Regions from separate parts of the Mus musculus genome. Here region 2 is linked to region 1. A link is a contact called in public capture Hi-C data. All regions are on one chromosome and are shown on one strand. The core of a region is the stretch at or near the end of the contact, and the rest is flanking DNA. Distances in the headings are between cores, read along the strand shown.

Region 1 (3,136 bases), core at 626-3,125:
CTGTGGACATTGAGAATGTAACTGGCTAATTTCTTGAAACTAGAGCCTTTGAGGGAGTGTGGATTTATGGGCCACCAAATCAACTGTGGTTGAATGTTCCTGCTGGGGGAGGGGCAATAGATCAAAGCCCAGTGTTTACTGCCTCAATGTAAATGTATCAAGATAACATCCTCTGATGCAGTACTGTAATATTGCCACTCTCGGCAGATAAGGGACAGGGATTCCTTTGTAGTCGCCTGGATACAGTAGGGCAGATTAAGGGCCTATAAAGTATGAAGGCAGAGGCCATATGAAACCCAAGCAGATGTCAGACGTGAGGATGATTTCCTGACTCTCCCTCCACAGATGAGTTTTGCTTCTCGTGTCAGTATCTTCCCAATGACTTGATTCAATCCAAGTATTTCCCAGATTTTCTCAGATCCCTCTCGCTCTCTGTTCTCCTGTCCCAAGAAGAAAGATGCCGAATCCTCCTTTAGTGAGTGCTCTCAGACTTGCTGCGTTTTCAAGTAACGAGATTAAAGGGAAATGCCACAGCAAAGGAGCCTTTCCTCCTATTGCCTTACCCGGCTGAGGCGATTGGCAGTTCTCAGAAGTTTAGGAAAATCCAGGAGCACCTCTGTGTGGGCGGTTGTCACACCTGTCACCACCAGTGTCTTCAACTACAAACTGACAGATAGAAAACTTGGCAAAATGGAGTAATTTCTTATTGCTTACAACTGTTTCTCTACTATATTTCTGCAGATCGTTTACTAAGAGACCTCATTCAAAAAAACAGAAAGAAAGAAAGAAAGAAAGAAAGAGAGAAAGAAAGAGAGAGAGAGAGAGAGAGAAGTTCGTGTGTGGTTCCCCCTAACTGACTTCCCATTCTGGAAGCCCTTGGTCAAGTAGCTGGGTTAATTGTCATGAAGATTAGTGAGATGTTGAAATAAGTACTAATGGTCAAATTACAGGAGTGAAAAGTGGGAGAATAGGTTTTGGTTTGGACCTGAAAGGGTTAATTAAGGTTTTTTCACGGGTTATTAAAGACCCCCAACCCCTGCCTTAGGAGTCATATTGACAGCCCACCACAGGGCAGCTCAGCTCCTCTATTGACATGTTGCTGGTAGGAGCACAATAGCCCCAGTATCTGCAAATCATTGCTAAAATCATCTCAAGGAAAAAAAAGTTCCCAAGCTTTAACATTAGACAAAAGCCCGGGAGTTGCAGTGTGCAGCTCAAAAACCCAGAGTCAGCAACTTCTATTGATTAAAAACTAACCTTTAAAGTAACTCTGAGAGCGTGTGGTTAGCATTTAAATTTAAACATGTCGTGAGTTGATTTGTGTTACTGAATACCAACTCAGAAGGAGTAACATTCACAGTGCGGTTTTTTTTTCTTTCTTTCTTTCTTTTTTTTTTTTTTTTCTAACTCCCTTAAGCAGCTAAAGTATTTCATGAAATGTCAAAAGGGCAGAAAGAAAAAGGGGAGGGGCCAATGCGGGGCCTCATCGTTTTCTTTCCCAGGCAAATATTCACCCCCCAAAAGAAAAGTGTGGAGAGCGAAACACAATAATTAGTCCTTTGTCTAACTTTCTCAAATGCCAAAGAAAGACAGATTAATTAAATATACAACAGTGTTGGTTTTTGGAGCGGGGGTCTAGCTTGCTGGGTAGGTCATAAATTAGGCAGAATAAATACTTCAGTGTGTTTGCAGTGGGCCTGCTACGTCAGAGCCACTGGAAGGTTGGTGGGAGGAGAGTGGCGGGTTTCTTGCTAATGATAGTCACGTCTGGGTCTGTCTGGTTGCTAAGAGCAACCAGACATGATGTAACACCAGGATGAACTTGAACTTGGGGGACTTGAAAAGAGAACAATAGCCCAGAGCAATCAATAAAGCCTATTTCAGTGAAGGGTTACAGAGCTGCTCTGGGGTAACCTTGTGGGCGAGGCACACACTGAATAGTAAGATGTGTGAAGAAACTTTTTTTTTCTTTGCTTTGCTTTGCTTTGCTTTGCTTTGCTTTGCTTTGCTTTGCTTTGCTTTGCTTTGCTTTGCTTTGCTTTGCTTTGCTTTGCTTTGCTTTGCTTTGCTTTGCTTTGCTTTGCTTTGCTTTTTAGCAGAAGTATGTACAGGGCACTGCTGATTTTTGTAATGTCCTGAATGCAGAAACTACGGGACGGAAAACTGCTCCCCCTGGTGACTCGCCAGGTCCCAGGCCTTTGCTTCAGGACTGCCACACTGAAGAAGTCCAGAATTTCACAACTGCCTTAGAAAGCATGCAAACAGATTGGGAACAGCACTTACCACTCAGTTTGAGACTGTTCTGTATAAGAGCAGATATGGAAAGTGGATCTGCGTCAGAGATCAGGAGAAACTTAACGCAGACACGGTTTGCGGTCTGCTTCCCTCCCCTTTCCTTCTTACTGATCTTTCTTTTGTCCACTTAGATTTAGGCCATGCATACTTGCCAGGGTGATTTCTTTTCCAGATATAAGCAGCTTTATTGGGTTCTCCGAAGCGCATGGTCAGAGAGTAAAAGTCTACAGGATGAGTAGTTTTGTGGTTTGAGCTAGGAGTTTTTGTTTTGTTTTGTTTTGTTATAAGCGCCTTTGGAAATCAAAGGTACCTTGTGTGACCAGGAAATTTTACACCATGCCTCCATGGAGCTATCACTTAGCTATTTATCCCTGGGATCAAAGGAGTCCCGACTTTCCCCTAATTGAATCTCCCCGACAAGAGTGAGCTTTAGCCCTCACCTCCGGAATCAGTTCCGACTGACTCAAACCCTGGTGATGTTTTCAATGCAGAACTCACAGCCTCGAAGCTGGTAGGTTTTCTGATGAAAATACTGAATTCTTCAGAATACTTAGAAGAAAGTTGGCAAAAAAAAAAAAAAAAAGTCATACAATTTTTAGCCTCACTTGAGTTTTGAGATTGGTCTATAGTTGCTCATTTTGTTAAGCGAACTCTCTGTGTTGACAAAGAATGTTTCTGAAAGGGACATAAGACTGGCTCCACAGCTGGCAGAAAGCTCCAAGGGCACATTGAGTAGACAGAAACATGAACGAGAACTACAGTGGTTTCATTTCCCCATGAACACAATGGTGCTTCATAAGGTGCCATCTTATTTTATTATGTATCTTTTCTAAGAAAAGAA
Region 2 (3,116 bases), core at 239-2,738, 500 kb before region 1:
AAAATATGATGACTGGGAGCTTATAAGTTAACGAACCCCACCAAAAAATGGTCCCTTTCTAGTTATAGTTTGCGGAGGAATGAAAGATGCAATTGTCTGGAAGGGAGATCCATGGGATCCATGCTGGCTCAGGGGTCAAGGGTCGTGGCATGCAAAGGTCCCCTTCCCTTTGGCATGGATCCCTCCGTATAACATAGTTTGGCAGCTATCTCCTTGCACGCCGGCTACCTGCCAGTGCAGCTGGTACTGTGTCTGGTGCCGACAACAAAGCATCACTCGGCTACCAGCAGCTCTACATGGGGCCACTTTTCTCAGATGACAAAGAAAGATGGGCTATACATTCTACCATCAGAGCCCATTAAAAGGACTCTTAAATTGCATTGCTACAGTTATTGTTAATTATGTAGTAGTCACTGGAGCTGGGGGAGCTTCCTAAGGAGCAGAGGGTGACTATATGCTTGGAGGGGGGAGGAGGTAGTTGTCATGGAAGGGGTTACATGGAACGAGGACTAATGATAGGAAGCCGGAAGTTTAAAACAAAACAAAACAAAACACCTTGCCTGCCATGTAGAGCCAGGTGGCATAAATAGGGTGAGCCCTTGGTTCTGAAGATGGGTTCTGAAGGCTGGTAGTGTGACTGATGAAGAAGGAATCAACGTGCTGAAAGAATCTTTAATATATGCAGCTTGGAAACTGTCCTGCCCACCCTCCATTCAAAAGGCGGCTTCAGAGATTTCCAGCATTTTCATTTTTTAAGAATAATTTTAAGCAATTTATCACTTGGCTGTAATGCATTCGCTGTGGGCTGAAATCAGTAAGTCCTGCAGTGTGGAGATAAGGCCTGTTGGAAGGTTGGGGAAAGAAGACCAGAGGTTGCCCATTGTCAAATAGCCAGAAAATTAAAATTAAAGAGTCGTGTTTACCCCATTTGGCCAGCTGGGTAGAACTATGTCACTGGATGGGTGTTAGCCCTGTATTTCAAGGGTAGATTCTTTGAGATGTTTTTATTACAGAAGTCCAGTTCCTTCCACTGTTGAGAAATGAAATTGTTGTGTCCCTGTGCCTGGAAACAAGCAGAAGCCCCTGGCCTGTTTCTGATGAATTCCATTGTGCGTTTTGAAATCTGTATTTGTCTTAGTGTTTTTGTTGTTCCTTCTCCAACCCCTCTGCGTGTCTCTCTGAGTGAAGTTTTCAGCTTTAGTAACTCAGTCACTTGTCCCTCAACAAGGAATTGAAAAGCACAAGGATTCCAGAGAGGGGTCCTCAGGAGATTTACCAATCTTCTTGGGCTTATTTTGAGATTTTGGCCCTTGAAGGGAGATGACGCTGTTCTCAAAACGTCTGGCAACTTTTTTCCTGCTACACACTGAACTCCAGCAGAGAGAGGATCCCAGTAAGATGTCATTTCACTGCAAAACACGGCAGCGGCTCTACTGTTGGCTCCTCCCATTCCCACCCCTATGTTCCTCCAGGCTGCCACCCTGGTTCTCTACATACCCCAACCTCTCCTGCCAATTCTCCTCAGATGAAAAGAAAATCCAAAGGGGCTGGGGCACAATGGGGGCAAACGAAGGAAAAAAAAAACAAAAAAACTACAGTCTTTAGTTCCTATCTTTCCTTCTTGGGGCTAATTTTCCACTTCTTGGTTGTTCTGATCTCAGCTATTTGCAATAGTTATATATAATTTAGCATTATACAAAAGTATTGTCATATCAAACATAGTGAAATGGATTCCAAAAACACCATCTGGTATTTGGGAATGCACTGTGAGTTGGGAACGTGAGAAGAGATATTCTTTGCCACTTTGCTTGGGATCCAGCCATTAGCAGTGTAATTGCCAAGAAAAGGTGACAGGCTCCCGGCTTAAAACAAGTGGGTTCCTCCCCCCTTCTCCTATTAACTCTTGTGAGCCCTAAACCGTGTTAAAAGGGACTCTGGGGATCAGGCAATTTAAAGAAGGAAGAAAGAGAGAGAAAGACAGAGGGAGTGAGAGAGCGAGGGAGGGTGGGCAGGAGGGAGGAAAGGAAAAAGGAGGAGGTTAGAGGAGGAGGGAGATTCAGAGATGAATTAAGAGACAGAGGGAAAGAAGATCTGTGGACTGGGGTAATTGTGCTTTCAAATTATCTGGGTTTTCAGTAGATTTGCATGTTGAGCGTTTTAGTCTAAAGCCTGTTTCAAAATCCTCATTAGTCTCCTCTAATCCATCTAAAATTATGGAGGCCTATATCATGAAGGTCATCTGTGATATTGAAACCTATCACAGGGTTAGTATCTATGCCTCTATAGGAAAAAGAGAGTTCCTAACATCAAATCTCCTGAAACTGATGTTTGGAGGATGGCCACACAAAGGAAACAAAGGAAAGAGGGCTCTCCACATTTACAAACTTGTCCCTTGCTTGTCCCCTTTCAGCTAAGAAGAGTAAAAAGGAGGTAAGAAATAAAAATAAATTTAAAAGAAGAAAAAACAGAGACAAGACAAAAGTGTCATCCTTTGGGGCAGAAATCAGAGAGGACTTCTTAGCAGGAGATAAAAATAAAGAAACACCAAGGGGGAGGGAGTAGAAGCACAGGCTGTCATAGCTCTGTTCAGCCTGGCATTCACAACCAGGGTCCAGGTCTGTTTCAGGCGACAAAAAGAGTTCACAGTCATTTTTTTCCCACTCTGGTGTCAGAAGTTAGGATGTGCGACCCAGACCTGCCATTCCATTACATGGAGTCAAATGATATCTAGTGGGTGGATGAACGCCTGCCAAGGCAGAACAGTGAAAGCTAACTCTCTCCGTCGAGCTCCTGTTTTTAAATATTTATATCTCTGGCAGACTTTTTTGGGGTAGAGGAAACTGAAGGCTCTTTTGCTATCTGTCATTTCACCCAGGCAGGGGAGAGAGTCGCACAACTTGATTTTTCCTCGAGTTTGGCACCAGGAACAGGCGATGGCGTTTCTTTGGGGTGGTGAATTTTGCTTTGTGGAAAAATGGCCCAGACCAAGGATTTTTACAGGAGCCAGCAGCCGCTTTCCATGCTGGCTTGGGGCAGGGCCAAGTTCCCATTAGCACTGCTGTTACAGTTCTGGCCTGCCTTGCAGTGGGCTGATACTGGCAGTGGCCATGGCCTGT

Evidence for each region. Capture Hi-C pulls out chosen DNA fragments and counts their contacts.
Region 2: a capture Hi-C map of embryonic tail shows a contact between it and region 1, with 2.9 times the contacts expected there. The contact joins two enhancer-like sites. A contact is called at or near these places in 3 of 115 datasets of contacts at active chromatin or transcription factors (astrocytes, cardiomyocytes and kidney) and 2 of 9 other capture datasets (embryonic tail and embryonic trunk).

What each region holds. Positions count from the first base shown.
Region 1 is chr4:98,107,041-98,110,176 of GRCm38.p6, forward strand. The region is part of intron 10 of Nfia (nuclear factor I/A); the gene reads left to right. Among named protein-coding and RNA genes, the nearest start is that of Gm34784, 17 kb to the right of the region's middle. Within about 2 kb of position 1,876, at least 134 of the 459 cell types and tissues checked have an H3K27ac peak or open chromatin away from gene starts, as enhancers often do. A contact at or near this core is called in astrocytes and embryonic tail, where this site is marked.
Region 2 is chr4:97,608,698-97,611,813 of GRCm38.p6, forward strand. It overlaps a transcript of Nfia not described here. Among named protein-coding and RNA genes, the nearest start is that of E130114P18Rik, 26 kb to the left of the region's middle. Within about 2 kb of position 1,489, at least 59 of the 459 cell types and tissues checked have an H3K27ac peak or open chromatin away from gene starts, as enhancers often do. A contact at or near this core is called in astrocytes and embryonic tail, where this site is marked.